Linked DNA regions of Mus musculus: region 1 is linked to region 2. A link is a contact called in public Hi-C data. All regions are on one chromosome and are shown on one strand. The core of a region is the stretch at or near the end of the contact, and the rest is flanking DNA. Distances in the headings are between cores, read along the strand shown.

Evidence for each region. A called contact is a pair of places that touch in the nucleus more often than the background predicts.
Region 1: a contact with region 2 is called in a Hi-C map of cortical neurons, with 2.3 times the contacts expected there. The contact joins two enhancer-like sites. A contact is called at or near these places in 1 of 15 datasets of contacts at CTCF or cohesin (large pre-B cells) and 5 of 484 Hi-C or Micro-C datasets (B cells, cortical neurons, large pre-B cells and 2 more).

What each region holds. Positions count from the first base shown.
Region 1 is chr2:118,626,435-118,632,628 of GRCm38.p6, forward strand. Bub1b (BUB1B, mitotic checkpoint serine/threonine kinase) reads left to right here. Exons shown (of 23, transcript NM_009773.3): 14 at 419-527; 15 at 3,469-3,731; 16 at 4,511-4,644; 17 at 5,325-5,465; 18 at 5,977-6,077. Among named protein-coding and RNA genes, the nearest start is that of Bub1b, 31 kb to the left of the region's middle. Within about 2 kb of position 3,042, at least 7 of the 459 cell types and tissues checked have an H3K27ac peak or open chromatin away from gene starts, as enhancers often do. A contact at or near this core is called in cortical neurons, where this site is marked.
Region 2 is chr2:118,200,829-118,206,788 of GRCm38.p6, forward strand. All of the region lies in intron 10 of Fsip1 (fibrous sheath-interacting protein 1), which reads right to left. Among named protein-coding and RNA genes, the nearest start is that of Fsip1, 53 kb to the right of the region's middle. Within about 2 kb of position 3,098, at least 61 of the 459 cell types and tissues checked have an H3K27ac peak or open chromatin away from gene starts, as enhancers often do. A contact at or near this core is called in cortical neurons, where this site is marked.

The sequences.
Region 1 (6,194 bases), core at 1,792-4,291, 430 kb after region 2:
ATATATTTATAGTATATATGTATTATATACATATGTGCAAAAAATATACGGTACATGCCAGTCTATACATATGGAAACCAGAGGACAACTTTGTGACTTGCATATCTCTTTCAACCATTGGGTCTCTCAGATACAACTCAAGTTAGCAGGCTTCTACTACAAAGCATTCCTACCCACTAAACCGTGTTGTTCCCCAGTATCTTAGACTTGTGAGTGAGGGTAGCTAGGTGCTTTGGTGTACACATTCAGAGCTGGGAAGAAGGAATTGAGATAGAAGGATCATGAGTTCAAGGCTGACCTGGGATAAATAATACAATTTTATCTCAACAAACAACCAAAAAGAAGCATAAATCAGAAGTTACTGTTATTTCTGTATGCAATAACAGGGAGTGCTAACTGGAATATGTATTTTTCGCAGTCCTGCTACAGGTGGTCCACAGGTTCTCAATGCCCAGAGAAGACCCCTTTCAGTTCTCAAAACTACAGAAGTGGGCACCACAAATGAGGATGTGTCTCCCGATATTTGTGTAAGTTAACATAAATGGACTTAGTGGATTATCTCACTCAGATATCTTAGTAGTTTAGCATTTGGCTGGTTAGATGGCTCAGCAGGTGAAAGTACTGCCTGCCACACCTGATGGCCTGAGATTGGTCCCTGGGCCCCACATGGTGAAATGAGAAAACTGACTCTGACCATTGCATGACTTTCCCTGACACAGACGGACAAGTAAGTGTAATAAAATTAAAACAAACATTAAACGTTCAATAAATGTTGAAATTTGCCTGTTGTAATGGACAGTGGACTTGAGGAGAATCTCAGATTTAAAGTCAGCCTAGGCCGTGCAGTAAGTTTTAGGCTACCTTGAGTACATAGCTAGGTCTTGTTCAAAAGACTTTGATAAACATTAAAATCACTAATGTGAACTAGGCACATAAAAAGATATTCATAATTATATCACCAGGAAAATGCAAATTAGAGCCACAGTGAGATACTACAGGGTACCCGCTGTCAGGCCTGTAATCAGGAGACAGATAATAACAAATGTTTGCAGGCAAAGGTTATAGAAAAATTAGAACCTTCATACATTGCACAAACAGTCTCTTCTGTAAAACACACTGGTCATTCTTTAAAATGTTAAAGCTAGGGGCCCTTAAGAGCACTTGCTCTCCCAGAGGACCAACCTGGGTTTGATTCCCAGCCCTAGTTGGCAGCCTACAAACTGCCCACAGCCCTGTTGTGGCTCTCATGGGTACTGCACTCATGCTAACATACATGTAGGCGAAACATCCATGCACAGAAAATAAAAGCATAAAATAATTACTAGACTGGCGGTGGTGGTGCACACCTTTAATCCCAGTGCTGAGGCAGAAGCAGGTGGATCTCTGAGTTCAAGGCCAGTCTGGCCTACAAAGCAAGTTCCTGGACAGCTAGGGCAATGCAGAGAATCCCTGTCTTGGAAAAAAATTTTTACTAGTTAAATGTAGTTACTAAAAGCCACAGCATATCTCATCCATGACATACCCATGGTAGCTAAACTAATACACAGTTAATATGGAAATATTACTCATGGTAGAGAGAGGAACCTAGATGTGATCAACTAATGCATAAATCAAATACGTATTAGCACAGTGGCCTATCACTTGACGATTCCAAGGAACGAATGATAGACTGACCTGCATTACAGCATGGTCGACCCTCACGGTCAGTAAGTGAAGTCATGTGTCTGCAGAGTACTGCTTTGGAAGTGACTCCCGTGCTCTCCTTGCCTGCTACAGGTAATATCATTTTCTCCTCTCAGAAAGATAAAGTGAAATGTGTGGGTCTGGTGTGATAGAAAGAAACTTACAGGAAATATTTTTCCATTTGCACGAAGTGTCCATAATAAAGCAGTGCAGTTGGGAATTACGGAGAGGACGACCGCAAGGCGCTGGAGTGCATTGTGCTTGCTTGCTTTCTACCAAAAGAGCACACTGGCGTGAACACACTAGAACCCTGAGGTGCACACCACACTGTGAAGTGATGAATTATATCTCAGTCTTTTTTTTTAAGAATTGTTTATTTATTTTATGCATATGAGTACTCTGTAGCTGTCTTCAGACACACCAGAAGAGGGCCTCTGATCCCATTACAGATGGTTGTGAGCCACCATGTGGTTGCTGGGAATTGAACTCAGGACCTCTAGAAGAGCAGCCAGTATCCTTAACCACTGAGCCATCTCTCCAGCCTCCCATATCTAAAAGTCTTAAAGGGCGGGGGAGGGGGGGTGTCACTAATTTGACAGTCTTTTCATACTTGCAATTATTTTTTTCCCGACATACATGTAAAATGCCTGGGTAGCAATGGATATAGACCATTTTTTCTTTCTGTTCTTTTTTTTTTTTTTTTAATTTTTCATGTTTTGTGTTTATGTGTGGGGTGTGCTTGCGTGTGTATGAGGGCAGCTGTGAGTGGCTTTACTCACTGAGCTGGCTCACGCCCCTCATGTTCTTTACCAGTAGAGATTTAGTAACACCCAGGGTAGAAAGACAGGATATAGGCATTCAAATACGGTAAAAAGACCCAAGGCACTGTGTGGCATGGTGGTGCTTTACTGATACTTTGGGAAGGAAAAGTCTGTGCAGACGAGCCCCAGGCATTGCTGGAGGGTGAAGGGGGGTGGCTGGTGGGGGTATGAGAAGCTACAACAACTGCATTTCTTCCTCCACAACCAAGGAAAAGAGCTAAGTCGCTGAAGACAGTGACTTGTTAATAGAGTTCTCTTTTTATTTACCTTCTTGATAAATATTTTCTGATAAAGTACACAGGATTTTATAGCTAGACAGATGTGAATGGCAATGCTATTTTATATCCAAAAATGTAGAATTTCTAATGACTCAGAAGAGCCTAGGAGACTTTTATGACTGAAGGAAGACACACAGGCTCTACTCCAGTTTTATGAGATTTGAATTTCCAGAGAAGGAATCCACACATTATGTTCCCCTTTGTTTTAAATAATTTGGGAAAGTTATTCTGATTCCGCCAGTTCCCCGGTTGCTATGGAGAGCACAGCGATTGAAGAGAGCAAGCAGTACATGTTGTGTTCTGGAGAATACCGCCCAGTGTGCGGTGGACGGCCTAGCCAGGGAGGATGGGCCTTCAGGGAGGTTCTGGGTTCAGCTCCTCAGTGAAGGCTTGAAATTGTCTGGAAGAGGACAGTAAGCTGCCTTTCTATGTGTTGAGCCACACACCCCCTCCAGTATATTTTTTGATGAAGTATAGTTTTCTTTGTTAACAAAATCATTTTCCTCAATTCTGTCCTGTGCTTTTTAAATTGTCTTCAACTTGAGGTCCTGGTTTGTTATTTCTAAATCTCATGTCAATGATCTGATGTCTTAAGTTTAAAAAAAAAATGTGTGCGTGCGTGCATATGTGTGTGTTGTACCGCGTTTGTTGAACTGTTGCAGCTAAAGTGTGTTTGGCTACTTTAGGATGAACTCACAGAACTTGAGCCTCTGAGTGAAGACGCCATCATCACTGGTTTCAGGAACGTCACTCTCTGTCCCAACCCTGAGGACACTTGTGACTTTGCTAGAGCAGCTCGTTTGGCATCTACTCCTTTCCATGAGATACTGTCCTCGAAGGGCATCGCTGCTGATCCCGAGGGACTGTTGCAGGAAGAGGATCTGGATGGGAAGGCCGCCGAGGCTCATCACACTGTTCATCACCAGGCCCTCATCATAAAGAAACTGAGGTGACTGGAGTGTTTCTCTCTTGGTCTGTGTGCTTGTCAATTGCAGTGGCCAGGTATCGGCTCTTACTGTCCATCAGATGCTCAATCAGGGAGTAAGTCTGACCCGGGGACACAGTCGGTGAAGGTTACTGATTGGTTTGGATTTGAGGATTAGAAGAAGTAAATTGTGCTGGTTATGAGACTCAGGTAACGAAGGAAATGGCTCAGCAGGTAAGGGCACTTTCTTGTAGAGGACCTGGGTTTGATTTCCAACACCCACGTGATAACTCTCAACTCTGTGTTCTAGGGTATCCATTGGCCTTTCTGACCTCCACATGTACAGACACATGCATGGTGCACAAAGTTGTGAGCAGAATGCTTACATACATAGAGTAACTAAATCTAAAACAGGTTTAATCTGTTTCTTATTTGGGAAAAAATGAGACCAATAAAAATAAATTCTATTACAAGATGAGTTCAGTATAAAATTTATAATTTAAAAATGTATAAAGTTGGACTCTAAACAGATAGCTAGTGGCTAAAAGCATTGGCTGCTCTGGTGGAGGTCCCGGGCTCAGTTCTTAGCACCTACAGTGGTACCTCCCAACCCTCTGAACTCTATTTCCAGGGATTTGACATCATCTTCTGGCTCTGGGTGCTATCCCTACACTGGGGTACTAACATGCATGCAGGCAAAACACATGTAAAAGCAAATAGATCTTTATTAAGAGGATATATAAAGTTCTGACAGAAGTTGGAGTATACTGTCCTGAGGATGGCTTCACTCTTGTTTCTTGCAGCCCAATTATTGAAGAGAGCCGTGAGGCCACCCACTCATCTGGCTTCTCCAGGTCTTCTTCCTCAGCTCCCAGTACATCCTCCATCAAAGGCTTTCAGCTTCTGGAAAAGCTGGAGCTGACTAATGACGGGGCAGGTAGAGTGTTCCAGCCAACAGCAAGCTTCCGAGTCTGCTCAGTGGCCGTTTAGTCCCTCCGCAGGCTGACCCTGCCCCAGTTGTACTATTTCCCAAATAAACCAGCACTAATTCAACGTATTTCATATGCCCAAAGCAAATGAATGTGGTCAGGTTAGCAGTGTTGATTTTGTAATGTTGGAGTTCCCTCCCCCCTCACCTGTTTTTTTTTGTTTTGTTTTGTATTGTTTTTCTGAGACAGGGTTTCTCTGTGTAGCCCTGGCTGTCCTGGAACTCACTTATAGACCAGGCTGGCCTCGAACTCAGAAATCCGCCTGCCTCTGCCTCCCAAGTGCTGGGGTTAAAGATATGTGCCACTACTGCCTGGCCCTCGCCCCCTTTCTCTCCGTGTGTGTGTGTGTGTGTGTGTGTGTGTGTGTGTGTGTGTGTGTGTGTGTGTGTGTGTGTGTGTGTATGTGTGTGTTGTGAGAGAGGCAGAGACAGACAGACAGATCATACAAAGGCTATAAAGGGCATCAGATCTCCTAGAGCTGGGGTTATAGGCAGTTGTGAGCTCTGAGACATAAGCCAAACTCAGCTCCTCTGGAAGATGAAGAAGTGCTCTTAACTATCTGTCCAGCCCTTTACTACTGTGTTTTAAACATTAATTTATATATATTTTCAACTTCTTTTCTCCACAGAAGATGCTATTCAGTCACCCTGGTGTTCACAGTATCGCCTACAACTGTTAAAATCCCTACTAGAATTAAGTGCTTTTGCGGAGTTTTCTGTGGAAGACCGACCGATGCCTGTGCTGGAAATAGGGAAGGAGATTGAGTTAGGTAAGTAGTGTGTGTGAGTCCTTGTCCTTTTGCACATACACATAAGTGATTTGAATGCCACAGGCCCTTGAACACTAAGTGCTCCTAGGTTGTAGTAGATAGCATTAGAGAGGTTAACACATTGATAATTCATGCCACAGGAACAATACTACTTCTTCTTTTTTTTTTTTGCCTCTTTTAGTATTTTTCTTAGATTTATGTATTTTACTTACTGTTTTGCCTGCATGTATGTAATGCCTGTTGCATCCCTTTACTGCGTTTACAGATGGTTGTGAGGCGGCATGTGGGTGCTGGGAATTAACCCTGAGTCCTCTACAAGACTGCTAAGTCCTCTTAACTGCCATCTGCCTGGGGCTCCTTTGGATTTTTATATAAATAACTTTGAAGAGTATTTTAGATGCCACTTAATGGCAAAAACACTAGCACTTCTCACACTTAAGCCAGGAGGTAAAGTGTAAGGACCTACATATATTCACAGTGACTTTAAAATGGAACCAAACCTTCTCAACAGGTCCTGAGGATTACGTCATCAAGCAAGAGCACCTAACATGTGACGATTACAGGTTATTCTGGGTGGCACCAAGAAGCTCTGCAGAGCTAACCATGATAAAGGTGAGGTGGGCCCTTTGTGATCTCATCACCTTGTAAGTCAGCAAAGAAGAGATAGTGTGTCCTTGTAGTACTGTAAAACCTAGGACGCCAAAAAGTCAGTCACCGTTCTAGGGCAAG
Region 2 (5,960 bases), core at 1,848-4,347:
CAACACTGAGAAATATCTTCTGAAAGGACACAACAGGAGTCCTTTTCTGCTTCGTCTTACACAGGTGGTTATCTGACCATAAAAGCACCATCCACATTCTCTTCAAAATGCCACACCCAAAGCTGTTAATTAAATATCTATACTTATTTACACAATGGAACTCAGCAAAGTGACTCGTTTTTTGTTTGTTTGTTTGTTTCGAAACAGGGTTTCTCTGTCTAGCCCTGGCTGTCCTGGAACTCACTCTGTAGACCAGGCTGGCCTCAAACTCAGAAATCCTCCTGCCTCTGCCTCTGCCTCTGCCTCTGCGCCTCTGCCTCTGCCTCTCTGCCTCTGCCTCTCTGCCTCTGCCTCTGCCCCTCTGCCCCTCTGCCCCTCTGCCCCTCTGCCCCTCTGCCTCTGCCTCTGCCTCCCAAGTGCTGGGATTAAAGTCATGTGCCACCACTGCCAGGCAGCAAAGTGACTCAAGATTTTCCAGGCTATGCAACTTGGCTGGTGCAGAAGTTTGGGCTGAGCATATAAGTGAAGTTGAGTCATATCAAAATGACCTGTGAGCAAAAACTCTAACTGAAATAAATAAATAAATAAATAAATAAATAAATAAATAAATAAATAATAAAGCCCTGCGATTTGCCAAAAGCCCCAGGATGCGCACAGTCAAAGGATCCTGTACATAGATGGAGTGCACACCACTTACTGCCCAACCTAAATAAACAGTGCTGAGGTTTTCAGAGACTTTTAAAATCAACCCAGCCTGTGATCTTAGAGCATCTATAGTTATCAATGTCCTCGAGAGTGAAGTGACATCATTGGACGGAGACTGAGCAGCGGACATTTCATTCATCCAGAAACTGTTGGTTCTGTTTGTGGCTGGCAGGGATGCAGAACAGGCAGTTTTTGTCTATTCTTTTGCAGTCGTTACCAACATACTACAGGCTCAGGTGGGTCCCAAGAGCATTTTAAATGTGTTTGCTTCTGGCTTGCCCTCTGCCTTGGCAGTCTGTTGCTTCATATCATCTCCTGCTCCAAACCTCACAGCCCTTTCCCTCTCTAAAGTGCGGAAGGCAAGGGTCAACTCAAGTGTTTGCAGAGGGCTGGGCTCCTCTTGTGGACTCCTGTTGTGTCCATCTGAAGAGGGAGGGACCTAGGTATTCTTCCCAGCTTGGAGAAGAGAGAGAAAAGGGAAGGTGTGAAATCCTGGCCTTGGTAAGTGGAGAAGTGGTGTCATGTGGTGTCAGCATAGATCCCAGCCACACAGAGAATGTCCCAGTCTACCTGGAAGTGGAGGCCACAAAGGCAGAAGCACATCCATTAAAATGATGGCAGCTGCCTAGAGTGACTGTGTGACAAGAGCACTGTGCTGGGAATGTACTGACCACAGGAGGCCAGCAGGTCTCAGCTCCTCTGGCCTTTTGCCAGTCACCTCTGGGCAGTGCACATACACCAGAGTCTTGCCTGGCACACACAGTCATGGACCCTTGGTCCCACCTGGCACTACCAAGGCCAAAACTTCTTTAGGACATTAAACTACAGGGTCAATCTCTGACCTTAGCCAAATAAGACCTTTCCCAACTTGCCAGCCAATAAGAAAAAGGACCTGACAAGGTGAGAGTGAGATGGCAAAGGGATAGATGGACACTCAGGCTTCTTTATGGGGACAGAGGAGAGCAGAACTCGCTGTCACCATGTCCCTCCACCTATGCAAACTTCCCAGCTCTGTTCTGTGAGAAGCAATCTGTGGTCCTCTCCTTTTGGACAAAATAGCTGGTTCTCAAAGGGATCTTCCTTGGCCCATGGTCTTTATCTCTCTTTTAAGAGCTTTAAAGCCTTTTACAGAAGAAGCCAGGACAGGAACACGGAGATGGACAAAGGAGGGACAGAGGAAGGAAGGTAAGGAGGGAGGGAGGGAGGGAGGGAGGGAGGGAGGGACGGACGGACGGACGGACGAGGGGAGAAGGCAGCACAGGAAGAGATGAGTTCTTTTACAGTGGAACAGCTTCCTTTGTCAGAGTGGAAGAAACATCTTGCTTTATACTCAGCAAAATGTAAATGCATACAAAATGTTCCCAAGTGATTATTTTTACATATAAATTATGATCAATTTCCATAAATTCTAATTTTAAAGTTATATATATATATATATATATATATATATATATATATATATATAAAATCTATGAGGGATGATAATTTGACCAGGAGCTGGAGAAGTGTATGAGCTAATGGGCAAGGGAAGCCTGCAGTCAATAAACAGAATGAAGTGAAGAAGCCCCACCCCCACCTTTTCCCACAAGGAGAAAACACTTATGTCTGAGTACCATCTGTGCTGCCAACCCTGTGGTCTTCAGTATTCACTTCACATTAACCCTAAGTTACCCACACCAAGACCTATTTAAACTCCAAGCAAAATACCTCGAGTGGGAAATGTTTAGCAACAGACATCACTACTCAGCTGAGAGTATCACAATTATATTCCTACACACTGGGCTCATCGACTCCTGTCCCCAAGCTACCTGAGTGTTTAGCATCATTTTACGGATGTAAAGAAGTCATTACTGAGTTCTGAATTACACTCTTGGTTAAAGAAAATACAGAAAGAAAAGAGAAAAAAAAGCATCCATGTCTTCAACTTTGGCTTTTAAATGAAGAGCTTAACCCCTCACACAACACAACAAAGCCTGCTACCCCATGGCAGTACTAACCCTCGATTTCAGGACTAGTTACAAGAAATTAAAGTGAAGAAGACATTTGGAATTTAGTGTGTAAGAATGTGCGCCAAAACATAATTAGTGCCTCCGAATGCGAGCAGGTGGATTAGACTAATTTGTGGAATGCTGTTGGAGAGACAGCCCACGGGAAGCTGGGGAGAAGAAAAGAAGGGCCCCGGTGTCTCAGCCACTTGGGATTCCTGCAGTGGATCTCACAGGGGAGGAAGGGGAGTGGAGCCCTGTCCTCCAGAGCCCTGGCCAGCATTACCCATTATGCCTGCTGGCATTATAGCCCTGGAAACCAGGGTCCAAGCAGCTAGGGCCAGGCTGTGTGCCTCGATCCGTTCGTTCCCAGCTTAATTTATATGATAATTAGAGTCTGCTGCCAGAAGCAAGAGCATCTGCCAAGAGTAAAGTCCTCAGAAAGCCAAACGGAGGCTGGTGTGTGCTGTGGTGCCATCCGAGTGCTGACTAAGAGCTTTCTTTTATCTCCTTTTGAAGCCATAAAGTGCCCTTCGCGTTATTACTAGCCGGGAATTTTTTTTTAACAGTCCCGCGCTGACAGCAGTGATTTAACACTTGCACAAAACAATAGCACTTCACGCCACTTAATAAACCTTTGGGCTGTGCGACTTCCAGCTTTCTTGCTGGCTGGATTTTCTGGTCTGGTAGCTCCCGAACAGTCTAGTATACAAGCCACAGAAAGTGTAAAGATGATGTGAGAAAGGCTGTGTTTGGGCCCTTGCAGATGCATTTGATGAATGAGGCACACTCCATGACCACAGGCTCACTCAAAGATGCTTCGGCCCACTTAACCCGCTGAGCTGAAATACTACAATAAGCCTCCGGGGAAGGATCAAGCTGAGAGCATGGTGGTTGGCCTAGCCCTACACCTAATTTTTCCCAAAACATCTGCCAGAGTAAGAATTAAGTGTCCTAACCACCTGTTCACGCTGCAGCCGCATGGTTGTCACACAGTTACCCTTCTCAGGAATGGATCTAGTCACCTTTCAAATATTTGAATACCAGGGGTGAGCAGCCTGGAATGAAATGATAGAGGCAACAAAGAGAGGCACTTTGCTTGGATAGACTCAAATAAAATCATGTTAAAGGAGGCATAAAATAGCCATGTTAACCGCACTCTCCTGGAAAGGAGGGAAGGGGGAAGGTGGGGGATGAGTGAGTCCTCTAAGTCCCTAGGGACTTGGAATTGTAATCTGAATAACATAAGTAATAATGGCTGTGCCACCTATCTGTGAGGTTGGCATGAAGATCATATCAACTGCAGGAATCATAAGGAAAAATTGGAAACATTCTTACCGCGTGCAGAGAGACAATAAAGCCAGGTGGTGGCTGGGCTCATTAGCTCCATTTAATCGTCTTACTTGTGTACACATAGCAGATCAGCACACTGTGTCAGTGAGATATACAATAAGTATTTGCCAAATCAATTACATTTCAAATCACAGGAGGATGCACATTTTGAGAACCATGATGTATTATAAAAATAAAAAGAATAGTTACACTTTACAAACTGCGTAATTTGTTTCACTCTGGCTCAAGGATTTTAGCAAGTAGCCATCTCCACGTAATCCGCTCATTCCGTTTACTGGGGGTTATCATTGGACATTCCTCAACCTGGGGTGGTTAAGAATACAGAAATCAAGTGTCAAACTTCAGGAATTGTGGGGAGTTCCTGCATTTGATCACACATCCTGTTGTAAAGACCTAAGTGAACCAATGAGAAGCTGAAGACATAACTAACGTGAGGAGGTAGAGGGTACAACCTCTCCAACAACTCTTTCCAGCCCTCTTGCCCAACATTTTATAGTGAGATAAAACCCACTGTCCGTGAGATGTACATCTTCCCAGCTGCCCTAGAAGGGCATACACTTGAGTCTGGTAGATCTCCACCTTACTTCAGTGTAGGCTCTGTCTCTCTAGCCTCTCCTGTGTCCGTGTTCTAACCTGCTTTCCTGAGGGGTGGGTGGTAGTCATGCCATTTATGCAGGCCCTCACTGGCCTTCTGGGGTAGTACCCTGACCAGGAGCACCAACTGGATGCCTGCTGCCTGCTGCAGCTGCCAAGCTCCAGACATGTGGCACCTGGTACCCAACTGCTCCTCCCCTGCTGTGTACCCCCACTCCCCTTAGAAGGGCACCGCAACCTCTACCTGCTATGTTTTCTTTCTTGCCTAGGATCTTCCATAATTAATCCTTCAAAAATCTTTCACTGCTGTTTATAAACCCACTAGTGACATGTTTCTGTCTTGTGCAGATTTTATTTTATTACCTTTTAGATATATTATTATTGTTGTTAATATTATTAGTGTGTGTGTGTGTGTGTGTGTGTGTGTGTGTGTGTGTGTGCATGCACATGCATGTTCAGGTATTCACAAACCACAGCATATGTGTGAAGGTCAAAGAGCAACTTTGGAGTCAGTTCTCTCCTTCCATTGTGGGCTCCTGGAACTGAATTTAGGTCAGCAGGCTTACAAAACAATGCCTTACTCAATGACCATCTCACTGGCCCTTGACTGTATCAGCCTTCCTGGTTAAAGTTAGTATTTCCACGTTATTTTCATGACAGTGGGTGCCCCTTCCACAAGGAAACTCCTGTGCTCAGAGGTGCCTCGGCCTCCGCAGGCGGGTGACTGACCTCTGCCTGAGCAGCTGGGCAAGGCCATGATTTGAAGGATGAGCTTAGGTCATGCTGTGTCATGTACAATTTTAGAAGATGTAAAGATTCAAGAAACAGCAATACAAGTGGCGCAACTGCTGCTTCTCAATTAGATGTGAACACTAAAAGCTGACGCAATCAATTAAAAAAAAAGGAGAGCTTTTTCTGTCACTTCTTGCTGTTGCTTATCTCAACCTTCGATTCTAGGAATGCAGCAAAGAGGAGATTAGCTGCAACCTTCAAAGCTAAAGCCAAGTACTTTAGCCGGAAGGTAATTAGCTGGAGGGGTGGGGTGGGGGGAGTCATTATTCAAAACACAGTCTAGAGGTGGCACAGAGCTCACACATAAAAGAAAATAAATACTTTGGAAAGATCACTTCAAAAAACCGCAAAGCAAGTCGCAACAGCCAAATACGTTTCTCACAGATGATTGTGGAAATAAGGCAGAAGGCAACACCTCAAAAAACTTTAGCATCAGAAAATAATAACCAGAATTAACATCTTGTTAAAGGTTAAATGTGGCACATTTACGACAGCAAGTATATGTTCTATGCACAGAAAGACAGCTTTTTG